2 separate regions of the Sus scrofa genome follow, and region 2 is linked to region 1. A link is a contact called in public Hi-C data. All regions are on one chromosome and are shown on one strand. The core of a region is the stretch at or near the end of the contact, and the rest is flanking DNA. Distances in the headings are between cores, read along the strand shown.

Region 1 (4,787 bases), core at 217-2,716:
TTAAAAGATGGGAAGGAGTAGCCAAGGGGGAGGCCGGAGACTCCTCATGCTCTTGTGACCCAGGCTGGTCCTGGCTCCCCTTGACCTCAGTTTCCCCATCTGTACAATGGCCATGGGTGGGGCAAGGTGATCCTGGGTTCAAAGGCCAGTCATGGCCCCGAGCAGTGACAAGCCCATCCTTGCCACCCCCAAGCCACACACAGACAACTCTGTCCTCAGCAGGCCAAACACACCCCTCAGGCCCCTCCCTCTGCCCACTGTGCTGACGGGGACCAGATGCTCCAACCTTGTGGTTCTGGGGGTGGGGGTGGCAGGGCCCAGCGGGCTGGCAGGCAAGCCCTGGGTTTGGCCCAGGGACCTATAATCAGCTCCTGCCCCTCTGATCCCGTCCCAGGACTGACGCTTGGGGCTGTGGTGTCCTGGCCGGCTGTGACCACGGCCGCTATATTTGGGAGCCCAATTGAGGATGAGGGAGGGGTGGGCAGGCAGGAGCCTCCAGGGACCAGGGCCTCACAGGGGACAGGGTGGGGAACACTGTTGGCCAGGCTTGGTCTCTTATGGAAGGAAGGCACAGCCTTGGCTTTGGGGGCCCAGTCAGAGGGGCAGTCTCTGCTCTTAGGGGCCTGGCCTGGGGTGGCAATCGCCCTGCCCTCAATGGCTGGTATAAGGAGGTAGAATGAAAATCTGAGTGCATGGGAAGGGGACGGGGTGCTGACAAAATGGATGGGAGTGGCTAAAAGGCTCTCAAGAGATGAGGTTTGGGATAGAGGGGTCTGAGATGGGAGGGATGGGGGGTGCCATCATGCTGGGCAAAGCGACGGAGAAAACAAAAGCCTGGGGCCAGGGTCCAAGGAAGGGAGTGAGGTGCAGCCCTAGCCCTGGCCCCCCAGTTCTGCCTGCTGGTCTAGCTTCCAAAGGGGCCTAGCATCTCCCCCAGCACGGCCTGCGGCCTCCCTGAACTGCCCTGGACATTCCCCACTGCTGGGCCAAACCCTGTACTCTCCCACCAGCAGTTTCCCAAAGAGCAAATATTTATTGTCCTTGGAAGAAAAAAAAAGAGTCCCCTTTTAGGATCAGGGTCTGGGAGCTGCTACTGAAGCTTGCAGGGGCATAGCAGCGGCCCCAGATGACCAGAAGCCCCACCTAGAGGCTGAGGGCGGAGGAAGGAGGATGAGCGGGCCTTGGAGGAGAGGAGCCATGGCTGCCCCAGGCTGCTGGGTAGGGCCCCTGCCCTGGCCTCTTTCTCCCCAAGATGTCCCCACAGTAGATTTAAGGGTGCACAGACTGTGTCCCCATAGTACGAGGTATGAATGTGTGTGTGAGCGCATAGACATGGGCAGTGTGGGTATGAGGATAGGAAGACACGTGTGATCATGTGGACGTGTGTCATCTTGTGCGTTCACGTGTGTCCGTGAGACTGTGACCCATGTGTGTAGGCGCATGTCCGGGTGCTCCTGGCTCTGTGTGCGTGTCCATCTGGGAGCCTGTTCATCTGCTGGCTTGGGGCGGGGCAGGGGCATGTGGACACAACCTCTGTTGAATGGCCAATTCAGTCAAAAATGCAAGTAAATTTAGCAGGGGAAAAAAAAACCCGTCAGTCAGACGAGAAGTCTGAATTGGGTGGTTGTTTGACTGGATGGACCAACTGTCTCAGGCAAACAGTTCACGCTGGCTGGGAGGAGGAACCAGCTCCCCTGGGCCATCATGGAGAAACTGGAGACGGGACCCCGACCTTGGCAGAGATGAGACACAGATCCTGGGATGGAGACAGAGGCGAGGACAGATTCAGAAAGAGAGGAAGGAGGCTTGTTGAGGTGGGCCAGGGACAAAGAGGGTGCCCAGGGCAGGAGGCAGCCTCCCAGAGCCTACAGTCAACGTGCGTGCGTGCAGTTCTCTGACCCCCAACCTCAGCCCCGAGCTGAGTATAAGGCAGATTCATCCTTAGCTCTCACTCACCCTGAAACGGCCCAAGATGGACAAGAAGGGAGCACCAGACCAGGATGCAGGAAGAGACGGTGGGTATAGGCAGCATGACATGGGGACAGTGACAGGAATGAAAAATAGTGCAGGGGACAAGGATGGCACTGGTGAAAGTGAAGGCAGGAGGGTGACAAGGAATGACTATGGTGACTATAGCAGAAGAGGCAATGGCTGGCTGGGAGGGCCTCCCTCCCTGTCCCCTTGCAGACCGCACCTAGCTGAGGTGGCCCCAGCAGACCCAGGCCTGTCCCCAGCCCACCCCACCCAGCACCAGCTGTGTCCTTGCCTCCACTGGCCACACAAATACTCTCTGTGGCTCAGGGTGTGGAGCTGCATTAAAAATGGCCCAAGCCCCCAGCCAGGAATAGTTAGGGTCAATTACTGTACCTGCCTATGTGGATATTTATATATCTGCTCACCCACCCAGTGTATTTATGTCTAAAGCACAACACATATGTATGCGTGCACATACACACACACTTGGAGAATACCCCAGGCAGGCTAACCCATCCCCACAGTGCGTCTGTGTTTGTCTGGAGACAGCCACTGATCCCAGGACCCACTCCACCCCCGCCCCGCCAACATCACCTGGTCCCTTTCTACCAACACTCACACTGAAGTGTGTATGTGCACCCATGCACACATACACACCCATAAACTCACACTCAGGAACCCGCCCACAAGTGCTTGAACCAAGAACAGACACACTCCTATGCACACATGTTTAAACACAAACCCTTACACTCTACAGATGCCTTGCACACACCTTCATTCACATAGGCACATGCACTTTGCTCACACATGCCCTTTGCATGCATATGTACACATATTCACGTATGTTTTCATGGACACACCCCTAACACATCACGCTTTAAGCCCATGGATAGAAAGAGCTCTGGGTGGGAATTAGGAGCACTGGGAAGGAGGAGAGAGGCCGAGGACAAGAGAAATCAGGGAACCATAGCAGGCCTGCCTGGAAAGGTTTGTGCGGCAGTAGAGCACATGCATGTGTGAATTTGAATGTGTGTGTCCAAGATTCTGAGACCTTTCTACTGTCTCCTCCCCAAGCCCCCTGCAGGGCCATCCCCACCCCCACCCTGTTTGAAGAGGGGAAAGAGAGGTCAGAGTACAGCAGCTGGGCCTGGGGAGGTCAGCGTCCCCAGGTTTAGGACTTGTAAGCCTTAGCATCTGTGTTGTTCTTGGAACACCCAGGCCCGATAAGGACTGGGGTCAGAGCTTGGCTCTCGTGGGAAAGGACTCTCTGGAAGTCTCCCGACCCATTCCTTTCCCAGATGTTGGACCCCAGAGCAGGCAGAGGGCAGGCAAAGGGGGTGGCTGCGGGACCGGCGAGGCCTCATAGGCTTGAGGGCCTCATAGGATTGAGGGCTGGAGAGGGACAACAACAGATTCAGACCCACAGATGCCCAGGAATGTGCAGTGACCCCTCAAACAAGCCCATGGACCTCCAAGCACAGAGTCTGAAGCAGATAGAAATGGAAGATACCAGGCACCCAGCTCTCTGCAAAATCCAGACCTGAGATCTTACAAGGTTCTGGAGTCGCAGATAATGGTCAGAGACTCTGTGTCTCAGAAGTCTGTAGCTGGACTGGATGGAGAGAGACCATTTTGGGGAGACAGTTGGAGAGTTGGGGACATCAAAACACCATGTCCCATCCAAAGGAGATCCAGGTGCTGGTCCTGAAATGGGTTATCCAGGCCAGCAGGAGACCCAGTTCTGGTCCTGGACCCATCACTGTCTCCTGGAGGCTCTTTCCCTCTGGAGACCTCAGTGTTCAACACCTGTTCAATGGGGTGGGGTCTTGGATCAGCTCAACAGACACACAGTCTCCCCAGGATAGTCAGTTTGAGACCTCTTTGGACTTGAGTATCCTCCTTCCCCCACTTGCACCAACCTTTGCCCTCTGCCCAGATCTCAGTGCCCTGGAGAAGCCTGGAGCTTAGAGCTTAGAGCCAAGTCAACAAGGGAACAATTGGCTGGAATTCTGCATGAATACAGGGCTCACCCAAGGCTGCAGATAAGCAAGGCGGGGCTGGGGAATTCCTGTGCCCCTGAGCACAAGCCCTATTTCTCTGAAACGAGGCCAAGCCTTCAGGAGTCCTGGTCTAAGGGGATAAGCAGGAACCTCGCTGGTGGCTATAGCAGGCTTCTCCCCTAGCCCACCCCGACCTAGTATGTTCACAGTTTCCTGCCTGGCCAATAGCCCTCAACACCTTCAAAACCTGTTGCCTGAACTTTGGATCTCCCCATCACCACTGTCCCACTAAGAACAGAAGCCACAGGGATACTGGCCTGAGCAAGTGCACTAGGACGGCCCCTCCCTGCAGCCTCAGGTTTCCCAAGTTTCAGTCTCCCATTTGGGGGTTGGGCTCTACTCTCACCACCTTGACCCTTGGGCTGTTCCTCAATTTGCTAAGAACTTTCCAATCCAACAGGTTTAATCTCATAAGGCTTCCTAGAGAAGACCTTTCCAATAACGCATGACAAGAGACTTGTCCAGAGGCCAGAGGACAGTCCTCCTGAGATCATGGGATTCTGTCCCTCCTCATGGGGAAACTGAGGCTCAGAAGAGGAAGGTGGTCTCCATAGCAACTGAGAGATAAGAGGAGTTGCAGGGGGCAGCGAGGGTCTTTGAAGTCCAAAGCTCCAGCCAGTAACTCTCCCCTCCCACAGAGACGCAGGACAAGATGATGCTTTTCTCTAACATGAAGGGCTCAGCAGGACCGAGGGGATGACCCAGTCCCTTCCCTCAGAGGCTCACAGTCTCTCAAGATAGAGGAAAGAATCC
Region 2 (4,391 bases), core at 680-3,179, 34 kb after region 1:
TCTGGAGGTCCCCGGGACACCCCAGAGCCAGCCTAGGCCACTTGGTGCCAGGCCTTGCACTAAAGCTGGGGTCTGTGAGGGCAGGACAAACCCAGTTTTCTCCTTAGGGAGCTGTCCAAGGGACAGGTGGGCAGTGGGTGGCCTTGAGAATATGGAAGTTTGGCTGAAACCTGAGGAGGGGCTGTGGGATACCAGGGTAAGGCCACAGGAGACTGAGTAAATGTCAGTAGAGGGAACAGAGGGTGCCTGAGACAGAGCTATATAATTTATGGTCCACTCTGGGACACTTCAGAATCTAGGGGCCCTATTAACACACTGCTGAGACAACAAAGTATCACTGGCTCAGGTGAAATGGTCTGTCTCCCACTGGCCACCCGCGCCTCGGGACTTTTAGTGGCTTCTGGAGCCTGAAGTGGGTAGGTGGGGTTGCACAGTGCCTGTTGAGGGGGAAGTGGCTCCACACTGACCCGCCTGCCCCACTGGCCCAGGAAGCTGCTCAAATCCACACTGGTGCTCATGCCGCTCTTTGGCGTCCATTACATCGTCTTCATGGCTACGCCATACACTGAGGTCTCAGGGACGCTCTGGCAAGTCCAGATGCACTACGAGATGCTCTTCAACTCCTTCCAGGTGAGCAGCCCTTGCTGAGGGTGGGAGAAGTGGGCAGGGTGGGGAGGCAGCTTCCACCCTCACCAGATGCAGCTCTGGGCCCTGACCCAGTACCCTCTCTCTAACAGGGATTTTTTGTTGCCATCATATACTGTTTCTGCAACGGCGAGGTAAGTGGTGGGCTGCACTGGGTGAGGCAGGGAGGATGCAGAAGTGTCAGGGGGTTCCTAAGTCCTGTTCCTTCATTCTTCTGCCTAGTTCTTTCTTTGTTCCTCTAAGAACATCTCTAAGGATGTTCTGAAGGCAGAGAGAAGTCTTTCCAGATGATTCAGGCTCAGGATGTGCTAGGGTTTGTGGGCATAGCCAAGCGTCTTCCCGATCCCATGTTTGAATTGTCTGTCATCCAGACTGAACACTCGGCACCCTTGGGGCCATTTGAGCCTTCTAGATTCTGGGTGTGTCAATTGCTTACAGCCAGGCACCATGTTCTGTGAATGACGGGATTTTTCTTGGCCTTGGAAATTTCTAGTAATGCCCTGTGCCTCTGTTTCCATCCATGCTGAGTGTTGTAGGACCAGGGATGGGGTCACTGCTGGGGTTGGGGACATGTGGCAGAGAGGTGAGGGGCACCTCTGACCACCCACCCGCCTGCTGCCATCCCAGGTACAGGCTGAAATCAAGAAATCCTGGAGCCGCTGGACATTGGCACTGGACTTTAAGCGCAAGGCACGTAGTGGGAGCAGCAGCTACAGCTATGGTCCGATGGTGTCTCACACGAGTGTGACCAATGTGGGGCCCCGCACGGGACTTGGCCTGCCCCTCAGCCCCCGCCTGCTGCCTGCCGCCACCACCAATGGCCACCCCCAGCTGCCCTGCCACACCAAGCCAGAGACCCCAGCTCTCCAGACCACACCCCCTGTCGTGGCCGCTCCTAAGGACGATGGGTTCCTCAACGGCTCCTGCTCAGGGTTGGATGAGGAGGCCTCTGCACCAGAGAGGCCATCTGTTCTGCTGCAGGAGGAGTGGGAGACAGTCATGTGATCGGGGACCCAAGGGTTGGACCTGTGGACATAAGGGTGGACAGGCTGACCAAGAGACACGTGGTTGGACAGTTGCCTACTTAGGGCTGGGAGCTGGAGGACAAAACAGGAAAAAAAGAAAATGAAAAAAAAAAAAGGAAAAGGAAGCAGTGTGTGGCTTCCTGTGGCCGGAACTGGGGATTCATTCCAGGAGGGGAGGGCCTGGGAGCCATGGAGGAAGTCTTGGTCCCACCTCAGAAGGGGGTCTAGGAAACAAAGGTCAGTCCCTGGGGGTCAGGGCAGAGTCCAGCAGAAAGGTCCTGGGAAAGGCCACTGTCTAGGCTTAGAGAAGCTCAGGACTGCTGGGGTCACATAGTGCCCCACTGGACCCACGAAGGAATAGGGCCCCAGCCTTTTCCTGCCTCCACTTGCCAACTCGACTGTTCCCTGCACTTGTACCCAGGCTCCATGGGGGACTCAAGCTGCTTCTGGCCCAGCTCCTCTGGGCTATCTTTCCTCCTGCTAGCCCTTAGTCACAGTCACCCAGGACTGACAGCAGATCCCTTGGGTTCTTGGGCACACCCCCAAGCCTTGGACCCTGCTACAGGCCCTTCCTGCCTGTCTAGTGGCCACACTGTGCACGCAAGGGAGCCTTCCAAAGTGATCCTAGCCCTTACCCTGGACCTGACACACCTCTAGCAATCAGACAGAGGGTACAGGGCAGCGCCAAGTGGCCTGGGGTCTTTGCTGTGGCTCAGGAATTGTGGGGGAGCCAGAGGTCTGAGCCCAGAGGCTGGCTTGGCTGGGTATCTGAAAGACTTGGGGAGTTCCCGTCGTGGCGCAGTGGTTAACGAATCCGACTAGGAACCATGAGGTTGCGGGTTCGGTCCCTGCCCTTGCTCAGTGGGTTAACGATCCGGCGTTGCCGTGAGCTGTGGTGTAGGTCGCAGACGCGGCTCGGATCCCGCGTTGCTGTGGCTCTGGCGTAGGCCAGTGGCTACAGCTCCGATTCAACCCCTAGCCTGGGAACCTCCATATGCCGCGGGAGCGGCCCAAGAAATAGCAACAACAGCAACAACAACAACAGACAAAAAAGACAAAAGACAAAAAAAAAAAAAAAAAAAAAAAGACTTGGCATGTCCACTCACTAGGGATCCACTAGTGACTAGGTGGTCACTAGCATCCCCACCTGACACCCACTCACCACATTTCTTGCTCTCTCAGCTCCTGCCCACGCGTCTTGGGCTCTAGAATGGCACAGGCCCTCCTCAGCCTGACACTCTTAGAACTGACCCAACTGCATCTCCACCCCGTATTCTGGCCAGAGCAAACTACTTGCTCAAACCTGAAGATGGCCCCATCACTGGGCCTTTGCATAAGCCAGTGCCCCTGCCCGGTACTTCCTTCTACGTCCAGCTTAAACGCTTGTTCTTCTCCATGAACTCAGGATCTTGGAAGTGCTCCCCATCTCCAACACCCCCAGTCCCCCACCTCCACTAAGGGCCAGGAGAGTGGTCATGAGGCTAGGACCACAAACTCACTTAGGTGGTGGGTGCTATGAGCATATTCAGAGCAGCCTCAGGTCCAGCGCACCTGCCATTCTAGATGGTGGGCAGGGCACACACCTGTCCAAAGGCCTGGTGCACTCGTGGTGCTCCACGTGACATGACCTACTTGGAATGGTGTGAGAGGCACAGAGCAGGACCTGGAGGCTGCTAAGCCAGGCTGGGCATCAAGGGTTCCCGTGAATGCTGCGAGTCATCAGATGTTCTAGAGGGAGTGCAACAAGGTCTGAGCAACATACTCCTATGTAGAGACCAGAGGAGGTTACACAGGGGTCAAGGGAGCAGTAGCCTTGTGCGGGCTGGTGGCTAGGCTGGGGGATGGGGATGGGGGTGGGATGTGCTTTTGTCAGGCAGGATCCTGGATGAGGCACTGGCTGGGGGAAGGAGACCTAAGTTCCCCTAGTCATCCCCCAACCCCCAGGGGAGTCTGATGTCCCTCTCCAGAGCCCAGCCACAGGACCTCCAGACCACTGGGCCTTTGGAGCAACTCTTCCCACCCATCCCACAGAAAGAGTAATTGAGGTCCCCAGCTGGCAGGGCCCCAGGGTCCCATCTTCCAGCCAAGACTCCTCCTTAGGAGGCTTCTGAAGTAGAATCCACGAGACCTACTCATCCTGAAACACTCATACTGGGTACCTCTAGGACAGAGCTGTGTCTTCCCTTCAGACTGGGTGACCTCTGGGACAGAGTGGAACCTCTCCTCTCAAACTGGATTTCCTCTAAAACAGGGTTTAGCTTCTTCCCACTGACTGGGACCTCTTCCACCCCATGACAGGACTGTGCTCACCCTTCAGACTTGTTACCACCTTCCCTTTAGATAAACCTCCAGACAGGGCTGTGCTTTCCCTTTGGACTAAATGCACTCAGGACATGCTGGGTACCCCCCTCAGGTTCAGTGGCCCCAGGCAGGGCCAGGGCCCTTCACATCTACTTGGATACTTCTTCCCTGAGGGCTGGTCCTCCTTCTTCAGGATTTTTGCACCAAGGACAAGGCCAGGCCTCCCCCTTTAGACTGGGCACCATTTTTCCCCTCGACGGGATAGCCAGGGCAGAACTGGACTTCTTGCATCAATCTAAGCCCCTAGTCCAGGACCAGGTCTCCTTCCTTAGAACTGGAGCTCCTGGGCCAGGGATGGCCTCCCAACTCAGAGAGGCCCTGAGCCCCACCTAGGCCATCCAGGTGTTGGCAGAGGAAGTG

Evidence for each region. Hi-C and Micro-C count contacts between places; a contact is called where the count stands out from the background.
Region 2: a Hi-C map of fetal liver shows a contact between it and region 1, with 1.7 times the contacts expected there. The contact joins two enhancer-like sites. A contact is called at or near these places in 21 of 47 Hi-C or Micro-C datasets (alveolar macrophages, blood, embryonic fibroblasts and 11 more) and 1 of 2 datasets of contacts at active chromatin or transcription factors (skeletal muscle).

What each region holds. Positions count from the first base shown.
Region 1 is chr13:29,740,440-29,745,226 of Sscrofa11.1, forward strand. No RefSeq gene overlaps it. Among named protein-coding and RNA genes, the nearest start is that of PTH1R, 7.1 kb to the right of the region's middle. Within about 2 kb of position 1,467, at least 5 of the 83 cell types and tissues checked have an H3K27ac peak or open chromatin away from gene starts, as enhancers often do. A contact at or near this core is called in fetal liver, where this site is marked.
Region 2 is chr13:29,773,577-29,777,967 of Sscrofa11.1, forward strand. PTH1R (parathyroid hormone 1 receptor) reads left to right here. Exons shown (of 15, transcript NM_214382.1): 13 at 489-630; 14 at 738-779; 15 at 1,273-1,785. The coding sequence ends at 1,650. Among named protein-coding and RNA genes, the nearest start is that of PTH1R, 26 kb to the left of the region's middle. Within about 2 kb of position 1,930, at least 1 of the 83 cell types and tissues checked has an H3K27ac peak or open chromatin away from gene starts, as enhancers often do. A contact at or near this core is called in fetal liver, where this site is marked.